Regions from separate parts of the Sus scrofa genome. Here region 2 is linked to region 1. A link is a contact called in public Hi-C data. All regions are on one chromosome and are shown on one strand. The core of a region is the stretch at or near the end of the contact, and the rest is flanking DNA. Distances in the headings are between cores, read along the strand shown. Region 1 has its middle 12 kb from the start of ACSL5. Region 2 overlaps VTI1A (vesicle transport through interaction with t-SNAREs homolog 1A).

Region 1 (6,360 bases), core at 615-3,114:
AATGGTGTTTGCACAATTACAATAAAAAGCTTCCCTTGACCCCAGGTCTGCCTCCCCTCTCCCAAACAACAGAGACAGAGCGGACTGCCTTGCAGACTTGGGTCTGAACTTCTGGACTGGCAAGCCATGGCACCCTGGTGGGCCAAGGGACACTGATGCCTCAGCCCTCATGGTGCAGGGTGTCTTTACAGCCAGCCCCACCTAGGGGATTCAGTGTGTTATATAAACGCTACTATTCTCAGGGTCATGATATCCACAGGTTGGGACACAGTGACAAGGGCAACTTGCTCCTTAATCAGCAAGAGATTCCTTCCTGATATCATTTAAAAATGAGATGGAGGAGTTCCTGTTGTGGCTCAGCAGGTTAAAAACCCGACTAGTATCCATGAGGATTCAAATTCAACCCCTGGCCTTGCTCAGTGGGTTAAGGATCCGGAGTTGCCATGAGCTGTGGTGTAGGTTGCCTAAGCAGCTAGGATCCAGCATGGCTGTGGCCGTGGTGTAGGCGGGCAGCTGCAACTCTCATTCAACCCTTAGCCTGGAAACTTCCATATGCTGCAGGGGCAGCCTTAAAAAGAAGAAAAAAATATCTGATGGAGAGTGTAAAGGGCTCTGAGAGTGTCAGCTCCAAATTTCCAGAACCTTCAATAACCCCATAGGAACCATCACAGCTTCGCAGCTAATTAGAAATGTAGCTCAGAACGAAGATTTAGACATGCCATATCCAGTACTGAAACCAGGGGCTACATGTGGCCCGCCGAGCACTTGACATGAACAAAGTCTCTGTTACCACGTACTGAAGTACAAAACACCAAATTTTGGAGACTTAGTAAGAATTACAAAATCTCAGTGTGTAACATACTGATTCCATGTTGAAATAATGTTTCAGATAAAACTAGGTAAGTAATCCTACCTGTTTCTTTTAATCTTTTAAATCTGGCCACTGAGAATTTTAAAATTACATAAGTAGCTCACACTCTGTTTTTCTTGGACAGCACTGACGTAGACCAAAGGTCTCCTGCCTTCATGCCTGTAGAATAAAACGGCAAGTTGTCAGCAGTGCAGTAAACATGTTATACCTGCTCTGGGTGGATTTGAGGACAGTGGTGTCTTTGACCTGTTCCTTAGAAAGCGGCGTCCTTATCCTCTGGAGAGGCCATGATCTTCTTGAATGAAGCAGTAGTTTCTTATTATAAAACTGCTACTATGCACTGACTCTCATCTCATGCAAGGCACCATGCTATGTGGTCAACATCTCCGACTTCATCTAATCCTCTCCTGAGCTCATCAGGGTAATTAAAAACAAGGAAATCTCGGGAGTTCCCATGGTGGCTCTGCAGCTTAAGAACCCAACTAGTATCCATGAGGATGTGGGTTGGATTCCTGGCCTTGCTCAGTGGGTTAAGGATTTGGTGTTGCCTGGCGTTGCTTCAAGCTGCTTAGATCTGCTATTGCTGTGGCTGTGGCTGTAGCTATGGCGTAGGTCTGCAGCTGCAGCTCTGGTTCGAACCCTTAGCCTGGGAACTTCCATATACTGCAGGGATGGCAAAAGAAAAGAAAGAGAAAGAAGGAAATCCAGCTTCAGATAATACAAAACTTTCCCCAGTCGGCGTAAGTCTCATTTCATGCCTGTGCTCCCAATCATTCTGCTATACTGCCTCTTACAGGAAGAGTGGGAGAAATAGGACGGGAGCATGAGTATTTGGGGTGGGGGGGGTGCATGGCCTGCTTACACCCTCCCCCTTGCCAAGCCTTTAAGGACAGCTGTCCTCTGATTTGCAGCCTTGCTTCCCTGGACCCACAGAACGGAGCCCCTGGCTAGGGAGCTATTTGGGAGCTTGTGACAGAGCCAAGCGGAAACGCCAGGAAGTGGGAGGGGTTCTGGTCTCTCCAGACCAGAAGCAGAAGAGGGTGGGGGAGCCAGAGGGACATCCTGCCTCGCTTTAGATGGCAAAGCACCAGAGAGACGCCGCCCAGACAATAGGCCTTGTGCTACCCAGCCCCCAGCCCCCCACCACAGTCTCAGATGGAGAAGCCTATCAATCTCAAGGGTCAAAAGCATATAATCAGGAGTTCCCGTTGTGACGCAGTTGAAATGAATCTGACTAGCATCCATGAGGACACAGGTTCGATCCCTGGCCTTGCTCAGTGGATTAAGGATCCAGTGTTGCCATGAGCTGTGGTGTAGATCACAGATATGGCTTGGATCCTGCGTCAGATTCGACCCCTTGTCTGGGAATCTCCATATGCCGCGCGTGTGGCCCTAAAAAGACCGGGGGGGGGGGGAGTGTATATTCACCAGAGAAAGATGCATTAAGGCCAGGGCACATTTGCTCAGTGTTTGGGACACTGTGACAACAAAGGTGTTCTCAGAATACATGTTAATCATTCAGTATCTGATATGAGCAGGCAGCTGCCCCTCCTCCCTACCAGTTTCTGGAAGTTTTTGCTCTTCAAGCTAAGGTTAATCGGGGGGTTGGGGCAGTCATCTGGGAGGCAGGATCAAAGACCACAGAAGAAATCTTCAGATCAGAAATCTGACATTTAGGCCGACCAACCTGCCACACTTCAGGTTAGTTCTGTAGCCAGAAGAAAACTTGAAAGTATGGATTAGAATCTCCAGGTTGTCAAAAGCAAATGTTCAGGCAACAAAAACTCTTTCCTGGCAAACAAAATAAAACACAAAAAATAATAACAATGAGAACAGGGAGTTCTCGTTGTGGCACGCAGCAGAAACGAATCTGACTAGGAACCATGAGGTTGTGGGTTCGATCCCTGGCCTTGCTCAGTGGGTTAAGGATCCGGTGTTGCTGTGAGCTGTGGTGTAGGTCACAGATGAGGCTCGGATCCCGCGTTGCTGTGGCTGTGGCATAGGCCAGCAGCTACAGCTCCAGTTAGACCCCTAGCCTGGGAACATCCATATGCCATATGCTGCGGGTGCAAACCCTAAAAAGACAAAAAGACAAAAAACAAACAAACAAAAAAAAACAAAAACAAAACACACATGAGAAAGAGCAACACATTCAGGCCAGAGGAAGAGTCTATCTCAGCAGCACAGGAGGAATGTCAAGAGTTTGAAGTACACGAGTTCCCATTGTGGCAGTGGTTAACGAATCCGACTACGAACCATGAGGCTGCAGGTTCGATCCCTGGCCTTGCTCGGTGGGTTAGGGATCTGGCATTGCTGTGAGCTGTGGTGTGGGTTGCAGACTTGGCTCAGATCCCGAGTTGCTGTGGCTGTGGTGTAGACCGGCAGCTACAGCTGATTAGACCCCTAGCCTGGGAACCTCCATACGCCATGGGAATGGCCCCAGAAAAGGCAAAAAGCCAAAAAACAAACAAACAAACAAACAAACAAAAAACCAGTTTGAAGTACAGGAAGTTCCTATTATGGACCAGTGGTAACGAACTGACTAGTATCCATGAGGATGCAGGTTCGGTCTCTGGCCCCACTCAGTGGGTTAAGGATCCGGCGTTGCCGTGAGCTGTGGTATAGGTTGCAGACTAGGCTCAGATCTGGCATTGCTGTGGCTGTGGTGTAGGCTGGCAGCTGTAGCTCCAATTAGACCCCTAGCCTGGGAACCTCCATATGCTGAGCCCTAAAAAGCTTAGAAAAAAAAAAAAAAGTTTGAAGTACATATGAGACAGGCAGTATCCCCGGGAGGGAGGGAGGATTCCCTCCTTCACCTAAACCTTCTCAGAAACAGGCAGTGTGTCCTTATCAACGCCAAGTCCAGTGTGCCATCCGCAGCCTTCTGGGAGTGCTATGTGTATAGTTACATAAAGGAGTGGCTATTGGATCCAAGGAACTAGTTTTGTTGCAGATCTAAGAAACACAGTCTCCTCCCTTTATACAAGTTCAATTTTTATTCCACTATCCTATTGAAACTGACAGCACTAACGGCCTGAACCTAGCCAGAACACAGATTGGGACTTGAACCCAGCCTAAACCCAGATTGGAACTTGAACCTAAGGTTTTATCTTTTTTTTTTTTTTTTTTTTTTTTTTGTCTTTTTAGGGCTGCACCCATGGCATATGGAGGTTCCCAGGCTACAGGTCTAACTGGAGCTGTGGCGGCCTGCCTACACCACAGCCACAGCAATGCCAGAGCTAAGCCGAGCCGAGTCTGTGATCTACACCACAGCTCACAGCAACGCCGGATCCTTAACCCACTGAGCGAGGCCAGGGATCGAACCTGCAACCACTGAGCCACGACAAGAAGTCAAAACCAAAGTTTTATTGTCTCCTTTTTTTTTTTTGCCTTTTCTAGGGCCACTCCCGTGACACATGGAGGTTCCCAGGCTAGGGGTCTAATTGGAGCTGTAGCTGCCAAGCCTATGCCAGAGCCACAGCAGCACAGGGTCCGAGCCGTGTCTGTAACCTCCACCACAGCTCATGACAATGCCGGATCCTTAACTCCATTGATCAAGGCCAGGGATCAAACCCACAACCTTATGGTTCTTAGTTGGATTCGTTAACCACTGAGCCACGACGGGAACTCCCCAATGTTCTAAATTAGAATCACTCACCCTGTGTCTGGACTCACTGAGGCTCAGTTTCTTCACATCTCTGTACAGAGGGAATTCAGCGAGAGACAAAGTGATCGGCAAGAAAAAGGTTTATTAGGATAGGATGCTTGTGGAAGATCTGACCCAGGATCCGGTGGGCTACGGTTTTATCCTCCAAGGGGAGTGGGGGTTGGAAAAGCCCGCCTCTTCCTTTCTGGGAGTAGCAGTAGTATTCAAATCAGCGGAAGGGTGGTCCTCAAACTCCTGCCCTTGGTCTGAACCTGAAGGCAGGCCTAATCCCATCCCCGACCCAGGACCTAAGGCAATTCTCACACTTCCTCTAGGCAAGCAAGCCTGCCTTGTTCTGATGGCGTTTTTGAGCAATTTATTTACTTACAGTGATCTCCCAATGTCCCCTAAATTTCCCTCATTTTCTGTGGTCCTTTTTTTGGGACTTCTAAAACTACCTGTGCCTACTCCATCCCTATCACTATGACCCTTTAAACATTTACTTACTAGGAGATTCTTTTTTTCGTGACTGCATCACAACTGTTTGCAAGCACTGAGAACACAAGGAGGGAAATTTGAAGTTCACATCCCAGTAGGTAACAGCCACCTTTGACTTGCTCTTACTCCTGGCATGGTTGGTACAGGGTGGGAATCCTTCAGGAATCCTCCCTTTAGGAATTTGGGAACAAGACCTGGAAAGAAACAGCTGCCAACACGAGCATGGAGTACTTGGTTAGGTATAAATCCACCAGAGCCCTAGGATTTTAGGGCAAGAAGCTGGTAAGATCAGAAGTCTCTCCTGCCATTTCCCCACTCCATAGATAAGAAAACTCAGATCCAGTCTTTTTCTAGAAGTTCTGGGAAGTTGATACTTACTCATTCCCAGAACATACCAGGAGATGTGGGAGTGTGTGAGGGCAGGGGTGATGGCTCTCTCTCCCTTTGTCTTTCCCTCAAGGGAAATTCCAAACTCATCTCATTGTTTTCCAGGTTAGCCAAACACCTCTTGCTGCTTCTTGCCTTCAGGTCAAGTTCCCACCCACACTGTTCAAAAGCTTTTCTTTTCCTTTAAACTGTGATCAGGCCACAGCTGTACAAATTGAAAGGAGGGAGGTGAAAGCAGGAGGGGGAGACAGGTAGGAAAAGAGCCGGCTCCATCATCCTGGATACAGCTGGGCTTATCTGATCTTAGATGCTGAACAGCTGGCATCTATATCTGGTTTATGGCCCCCATGGTTAGCAGGAAACTATAATTTAGGAAGAAAGAATCCTCCCCCTATAATAATCTTTTCAGGAAACAGAGATGAGATAAAGTATCTAGAAATCAAAGGGCTACCCCTACTGATGTAGGGAACCAAGCTCTGCACCTCTGGGGGTCAAGCACTGTTACTTTCCTCCCAGAGCATCATTCGATGAAAGAACACTGCCTCCCGCATCAATCCCCATGACACTGGTAACTTGCAGGCATCAGATTCTCCTAGAAGAGAGCAGGGCTGGAGAAGCAAAGTGGCGAACAGTACGCCCCCTTCGCCGCCACAGTCCCTACAAATCTCCCTTAATTGGTTTTAACTTCAGACCTTGCCACTCCAGCCAATCATGCACTTCGCACGTAGTGGGTGGGCCTGTTACCATGGCAACAGTTTCCAGATGCGTATCTCCATTACCTGGACCCTGGCGTCTCTGTCTCTCTCGTCCCTCCTGAGGGTCAGGGAAACCTGGAAGGGGCTAAAGCTCAGCAGAGTATAATTAGAGCCCATAGTGGAAAGGGAAGGGCGTAGAAGTGTGAGGGCCCAGACCAGCGTGGAGTGCTCCTGACCAGGGAATGCAGACAGCATGAGTTTAA
Region 2 (6,590 bases), core at 2,046-4,545, 94 kb before region 1:
AAGTTGACCTGAATTTTATTCGGTTCCCACAGAGCTCTGTAGGATTTTGCAGAAGAGGGTGACATATTCAGATCAGTGTGTTAGATACTTCTAGAGCGGTGTGGAGAGGGGTTTACGGTGGGAGAAGAACGGAAGGAGGCTCCTACCATCATCTAGACAGAGAAACATGAAGGCTTAATTAATCCATTAACTTTAATTAGAACTGTCTAAGTATACATTTGAGTTGTCCAATTCTTATATCAATCCAGATTTTCTCATGTTGTCTCATATTCTTGCTGCAAGAAACTGCCTTTCACAAAGCAGTTAAAGAAAGTTTTATCTAGTATAGAGCATAGAAGCAAGATGGTTACATTTCTTTTCTGAATGTAGGCCTGTCATGGATTCCAATTTTCCTTTTTAATTAATAGGACACAACTTAAAAGATAAATGCATGAGTCACTGGATAGCCCATCTCAGCTTCTCAGGAAAAAAAAAATTATAATATAAAATAAATACGCAGGAGTTCCTGTTGTGGCTTAGCAGGTAAAGAACCCGACTAGTATCCATGAGGATGTGGGTTCGATCCCTGGCCTTGCTCAGTGGGTTAAGGATCCAGTGTTGCATACAAGATACAGCATAGGTCACAGATGTGGCATGGCTGTGGAGAAGACTAGCGCTGCAGCTCCTATTCGACCCCTAGCCTGAGAACTTCATATGCCACAGTTGTGGCCCTAAAAAATAAAATAATAAAATAAAATAATACACAAAATAACAAATCACCCTATTTCCAGACTCTGGGTAGAATTTCTAGGAGATTCAGTACATTGACCTTGTGGTGGGAAGTTTAGGAGATGTAGCTTCCAAAGGTAAAACACCTAAGGAAGGAACAGAGGCAAAAAGACCTGTATAAATTCTTGAATTTCTTTATGAATTTGGACCCCCGGGTCAGAAATACAGTTGTTTACATGCCAACACACTTGACTCCTGTCACTCACAGGTAAAACTTTTTTAAGGTTTTAATTGCAGTAAAATACACATAATATATAATTGACCATCTTAACCAATTTTAAGTGTAGAGTTCAATAGAGTTAAAAATATTCACATTGCTGGAGTTCCCGTGGTAGCGCAGTGGTTAACGAATCCGACTAGGAACCATGAGGTTGCGGGTTCGATCCCTGCCCTTGCTCAGTGGGTTAACGATCCGGCGTTGCTGTGAGCTGTGGTGTAGGTTGCTGACGCGGCTCGGATCCCGCGTTGCTGTGGCTCTGGCGTAGGCCGGTGGCTACAGCTCCGATTGTAGCCTGGGAACCTCCATATGCCGCGGGAGCGGCCCAAGAAATAGCAACAACAACAACAACGACAACAAACAAGACAAAAAAAAAAAAAAAACTGAAATTCTGTACCCATTTAGCAGTAGCTCCCTCCAGCCCTTGACAACCACCAACCCACTTTCTATAAATGTAACTACTTTAGGTACATTATACAAACAGAAACATGGCATGTGTCTTTTGTGATTGGCTTATTTCATTTAGCATAGTGTTCTCAAAGTTCATCCATGTCATAGCATGTGTCAGAATTCCCTCGTTTTTAAGGCTATATAATATTCCACCATACACACACACCGCATTTTATCTGATCATCTGTTGATGGACACTTGGGTTGTTTCCATCTTTTAGTAGAGCAAATAATGCTGCCACAATCATGGGTATATAAATCTCTCTTCAAGATCGAGGCTTTCAATTCTCTTGGGTATATATCCAGAAGCGGAATTGCTCACCTGTATCTTTTCTTCCTTTTTTTTTTAATTCAGTGAATTTTAATATGTTTATAGGTACAACCATCCCACCCTAAAATCCCACCCCCCCAACCTGTCTCCTTGGGTAACCATAAGTTTTTCAAAGTCCGTGAGTCAGTTTCTGTTCTGTAAATTTTTTTATATTCCACATATAAGTGATAGCATATAATGTTTGTGTCTCACTGTCTGATTAACGTCACTTAGCATGATAATTTCTAAGTCCATCCATGTTGCTACAGTGCCATTATTTCATTCCTTTTAATGGCTGAGTATTATGACCTGTATCTTTCCTACTCCTATTACTTTCTAATTATTAACGATGTTAACATCATAGTTTTACATTTATATTCTGAAATTTGTATGAAGTGGGTGGAGTTGAGAGTCAGATATAGAGGAAGAGAAAGCTAAGTGGCTTCAGGAGACAACTGATACAAAGGGATCCCTTATATGAGTTATTGAGTTCCTTTTGTCTTTTGGCAGGGAGGAGTGTAATTTTATCTTTTTAAGACTCTAAAAATAAAGGCTGTGGAGCTTATCCCAGAAAAAAAATACCAATAGAAACATACACCCAAAAATACTGATATAGGGGAGTTCCCATCGTCGCTCAGTAGTTAACGAACCCAACTAGCATCCATGAGGATGCAGGTTCAATCCCTGGCCTCGCTCAGCGGGTTAAGGATCCAGCATTGCCGTGAGCTGTGGTGTAGGCCGCAGGCACAGCTCCGACCCCAAGTTGCTGTGGCTCTGGCATAGACTGGCGGCTACAGCTCTGATTCAACCCCTAGCCTGGGAACCTCCATATGCCACAGGTGTGGCCCTAAAAAGGCAAAAAAAAAAAAAAAAAAAAAAAAAAAAAAAATATATATATATATATATATATATATATATATAATTTCAGGATATTCACAAGCCTTTGAAGTCCATCCATAAACACTGTATCTTAAAGGCTGCAAACTCTGAAAGGCCCAAAATTGGATTTTAAAATTCTAATAAATGCTGAATACCAATAAAGACTGTCCAGACTAAAAAAAATCCACGAGATTTGAATCTTTTTTGTAAGTCATGAATTCAACATACCCTCAAGTCCACTATTAGCAGCTCTATAAGCATTTTTAGATCCCAAGTCATTGTTAGCTGTTGTTTGTCTTGGGCACAAGCCCCTAAACACAGTGCACTTACTGCTGACTGACTGAGGCTTGGGGTGGGGGTGGGGGGCAAATTTTAAAAAAATAGGTGAAACTTGGTGTAAAGACTGGTAGGTAGAACAAAGGATGGAATCTGACTCACAAAATCTGTCTCAAGTTTTCCCATTTCTTGCTTGTAGCTTCTCATTCTGTTGCTGTACATTCCTCGACTTTGGGGTGGAATCTCTCGGACTTCCAGGTCCATCTGTTCCAACTGGAAGGATGAGAGAAAAACATGATTTGTTTTAAACCGTATGCTTACTCTCCATGTGACCAGACATTCAGCACCGAGAGGACTGAATTCCAATTCCATTTTCGCATTTCACAACTTGAGGAATCAGGCCCAGGGAGCCAGCTGCCTGTGGTCAGATGAGCGCTAGGGCTACTTCTGTGCTCAATTTTTAAGGTCAACGAACAGGTACTGAGGGCTTGCCAAGTGACACATAGAGTGCCAAAGTGCTTACTTGGTCAAGAATTTTTTTTAAAGACAAAGGCATCAGTCCAAATGTCCTCAATAATAATGATTTTACAATCCATGGAGTATCCTATCATTCAACCCAACCTGGTCTGGTCTTCTGACCCCCGAACCATCAGAACTATGAGAAGATAAACCACATCGTTATTTCTACTATTAGTCTCCCAGCCCAGCCTAAGTCGTCTGGTGAAAGTTCTCCTGGAAAGTCTCTTCTGATTGGTAAAATCCCATGCCAATCAATCTGTGATCTTGGCCTTAGGCTTATACTTTATAAACATGTTGCTAGGGCATTAAATGGATACAGTAGCATGTTAAATTACACAAGCTCACTGAAATCCCAGCGAGGCACTTTCTAACACTGTCATGACATAACACTTTGGAAACAACACACGAGCAACACATGAGCAAAACCCGGAGGCCATACAGAAGGAGTATGATGGTGAAGAACGAGGCTTTCAAGTCAGATGCCTGGGTTCAGAGCGTAGGCTCCTCTGCTTACTAGTAACTCAATTTATTTTATTTTACTTTATAATGATTTTTATTGTTTCCAGACAATTATGAACAGGTTTCTTAACTTTTCCCATTTCTAAAAATAGTATGTCTTTTGTAGGGCAGCTGTAAAGAGTAAACAGGGTAATTCCCATAATGGGCTTAGAACAGTGCCTCTTACTTGGTAATCACTAGATTAATGCTAACAACAGTAGTCATGATTACTGATGATCAAGAAGAAATACAGCAAGTACGACCCAAGATATCACAGGTTGTTTAAGAAATAAAAACCAACAACTACAGATTGGCTCAGGCCATGTCTAATAAACCCACATCCAAAACTGTTGCCCTATATTTTGCTTTTTCAAGCATTCTCAAATTATTGCCATGAACACTATGCTTAGCACTAATAAAACTTATTTATCTAATGTTAGGGTCTGAGTAACAATAGTAGAACTCAGATAAACCAGAAAACTATGGTTCAATTCACAAACTTTAATTTTTATAATGAAAAAAAGTGACAGTTTTAACTAGCCTTGATGTAAAGCAGTAACCATTTAAATTACTGATGTGTCTCTGGAGTTCCCGTTGTGGCTCAGTGGTTAATGAATCCGACTAGGAGCCATGAGGTTGCGGGTTCGATCCCTGGCCTTGCTCAGTGGGTTAACGATCCGGTGTTGCTGTGAGCTGTGGTGTAGGTTGCAGACGTGGCTCGGATCCCACATTGCTGTGGCTCTGGTGTAGGCTGGCGGCTACAGCTCCGATTAGATCCCCAAACTAACATGTCTCAACATAAACATGATACCCCAATAAATTTGTGATTCAGCAAGGCAATTGTTTAAAGCACTTCTCCAAAATTATCATTTAGTACTTAGTTCTAATAAGGTTGAGTAGAATCATGCAGACAAATAACTGCAAAGTACATGTAAGTGAAAATCTGAGTGTTAACTACATTTCTGTTTCAGGCATTTTACAAGGACACTTAAAACTAATCAAAAGCAGGTAAGAAGAAAAAGAAGAAACAGACAACAAACACTTTAAATGAAACCAGAAATAAGGCTAGGATGTTTTGGTTCCATATTGTCACAACATTCACATGGCCAACGTCAAGTGGAAGACGGGCAGTGTCTAAGGGATTAATACAAATTGTTCAGCAGAAATATAACTAATCCTAGTAAGTAAAATCATAATGAAGTTTTTTCTCCCAGGGTCCACATCAAAAGGACAGTACCTAATGTAATGATCAGTGTCCTTAACGAGGATGTCATCAAAATTAAGTAAATCAGCTGCCTCGTCATTTTAAACAAAACGAAACACACATCTAAGACAAAACTCCTCACGTTAGTAACAACTGGAGGTGACTACAAGCGCCATGAGGATATAACTAGGTTTTATACTTCTTGGTACAGTAACACCTTGGTTATCCAGAAACCAGCTTCCTAACATCATAAAGTAAATCAATGTCCCCAAAAGAAGGCAACCAATGAGCCAAAACACAGATTTTGCTGGGAAAACAACAACAACAACAACAACAACAACAACAACAAACCCCAAAAACCCTGCAATTGAAAACTCAGCAGTATAAGAAGATATTCAAGGTCCAAAAAATTGATGGGGTATATTTATGGTAAGCCTGCCAACCAGAAGGAAGAGATGCCCTGAGTGGCAGCTATGGTGTATAAAAGACCAGTCTTTTCACTTGAAGGCCAGGAAGCATGAGAGAAACAGTTGATTATCAAAAGGAAAGAAAGGAAAGAGAAAACTATTGGAAGCAGGGGGGAGAACTTTCAAAAGGGAGGTAAACACGAGAAGTTGGGGAGTTAGGAGCGAAGCTGCCTCTGTGTAGACAGTGCCGTGGGAAGGAGACCTTACAGGGTGAGGGGAGCATCAGCGTTCTGACAGCTAGAGAAGAACCAGAGACAGGAAGAGTAGCAGCTCAGCACCTTGCTGCCTGAGCACGCGAAGACACAAAGGAAATGTGTGCAGTATAAGAAGAGCAACACCCAGCTATTTCTTCAGACCCACCCTGGGAGCAGCAGCCCCCCGGGTAAGGTCCTGTTAACAAATGTTACTCAGGCAAACAAGCTGGGGACATGCTGCCCCTCATAGTGCACCTCTTATCCTACTTAAGGGTCTAAGAAAGATTTATAGAAAAACAGTAACAGAAAAGACCTGGCCTCCAATTCTGCTTAAGCTATAGTTTCCCAAACTAATCTGAATAGGCAGTACCAGTCAAGAGAAACCACTTTGGGAAACTGCTCTAAGTATATCAGTTAGTTCGAAGGGAACACCAAGTAGTAGTACCTGTCAGTATTTAGAAAAGCAGCACACTCATTTAGGACCACAAGGCAGTAACAAAGTGAATCATACTTGCAATACCTGGCTTTAAAGCCAAAACCTAGGGAGTTCCCATTGCTGTGAGCTGTGGTGTAGGTCGCAGACATGGCTCAGATCTGGCATTGCTGTGATGAGACCCCTAGCCTGGAAACCTCCATGTGCCGCAGGTGCAGCTCAAAAAAAAAAAAAAAAGCCAAAAAATAAAACCAAAAAACGAGGACACAATACTTTTTGATATTTTTTGCTCCTTGACTTGTAAATTTATTTGTAGCAAAAATTACTGGATGAGCTAGAGCTCTAGGCTTAGCATACCTAAGTACAAATCCTTATT

What was found. Hi-C and Micro-C count contacts between places; a contact is called where the count stands out from the background.
Region 2: a contact with region 1 is called in a Hi-C map of liver, with 3 times the contacts expected there. The contact joins two enhancer-like sites. A contact is called at or near these places in 16 of 47 Hi-C or Micro-C datasets (blood, embryonic fibroblasts, heart right ventricle and 7 more) and 1 of 2 datasets of contacts at active chromatin or transcription factors (alveolar macrophages).

The regions. Positions count from the first base shown.
Region 1 is chr14:122,765,300-122,771,659 of Sscrofa11.1, reverse strand. It overlaps the pseudogene LOC100626929. Among named protein-coding and RNA genes, the nearest start is that of ACSL5, 12 kb to the left of the region's middle. Within about 2 kb of position 1,864, at least 11 of the 83 cell types and tissues checked have an H3K27ac peak or open chromatin away from gene starts, as enhancers often do. A contact at or near this core is called in liver, where this site is marked.
Region 2 is chr14:122,860,441-122,867,030 of Sscrofa11.1, reverse strand. It overlaps VTI1A (vesicle transport through interaction with t-SNAREs homolog 1A), which reads right to left. Exons shown (of 10, transcript XM_013983738.2): 4 at 3,062-3,172. Among named protein-coding and RNA genes, the nearest start is that of VTI1A, 15 kb to the right of the region's middle. Within about 2 kb of position 3,295, at least 1 of the 83 cell types and tissues checked has an H3K27ac peak or open chromatin away from gene starts, as enhancers often do. A contact at or near this core is called in liver, where this site is marked.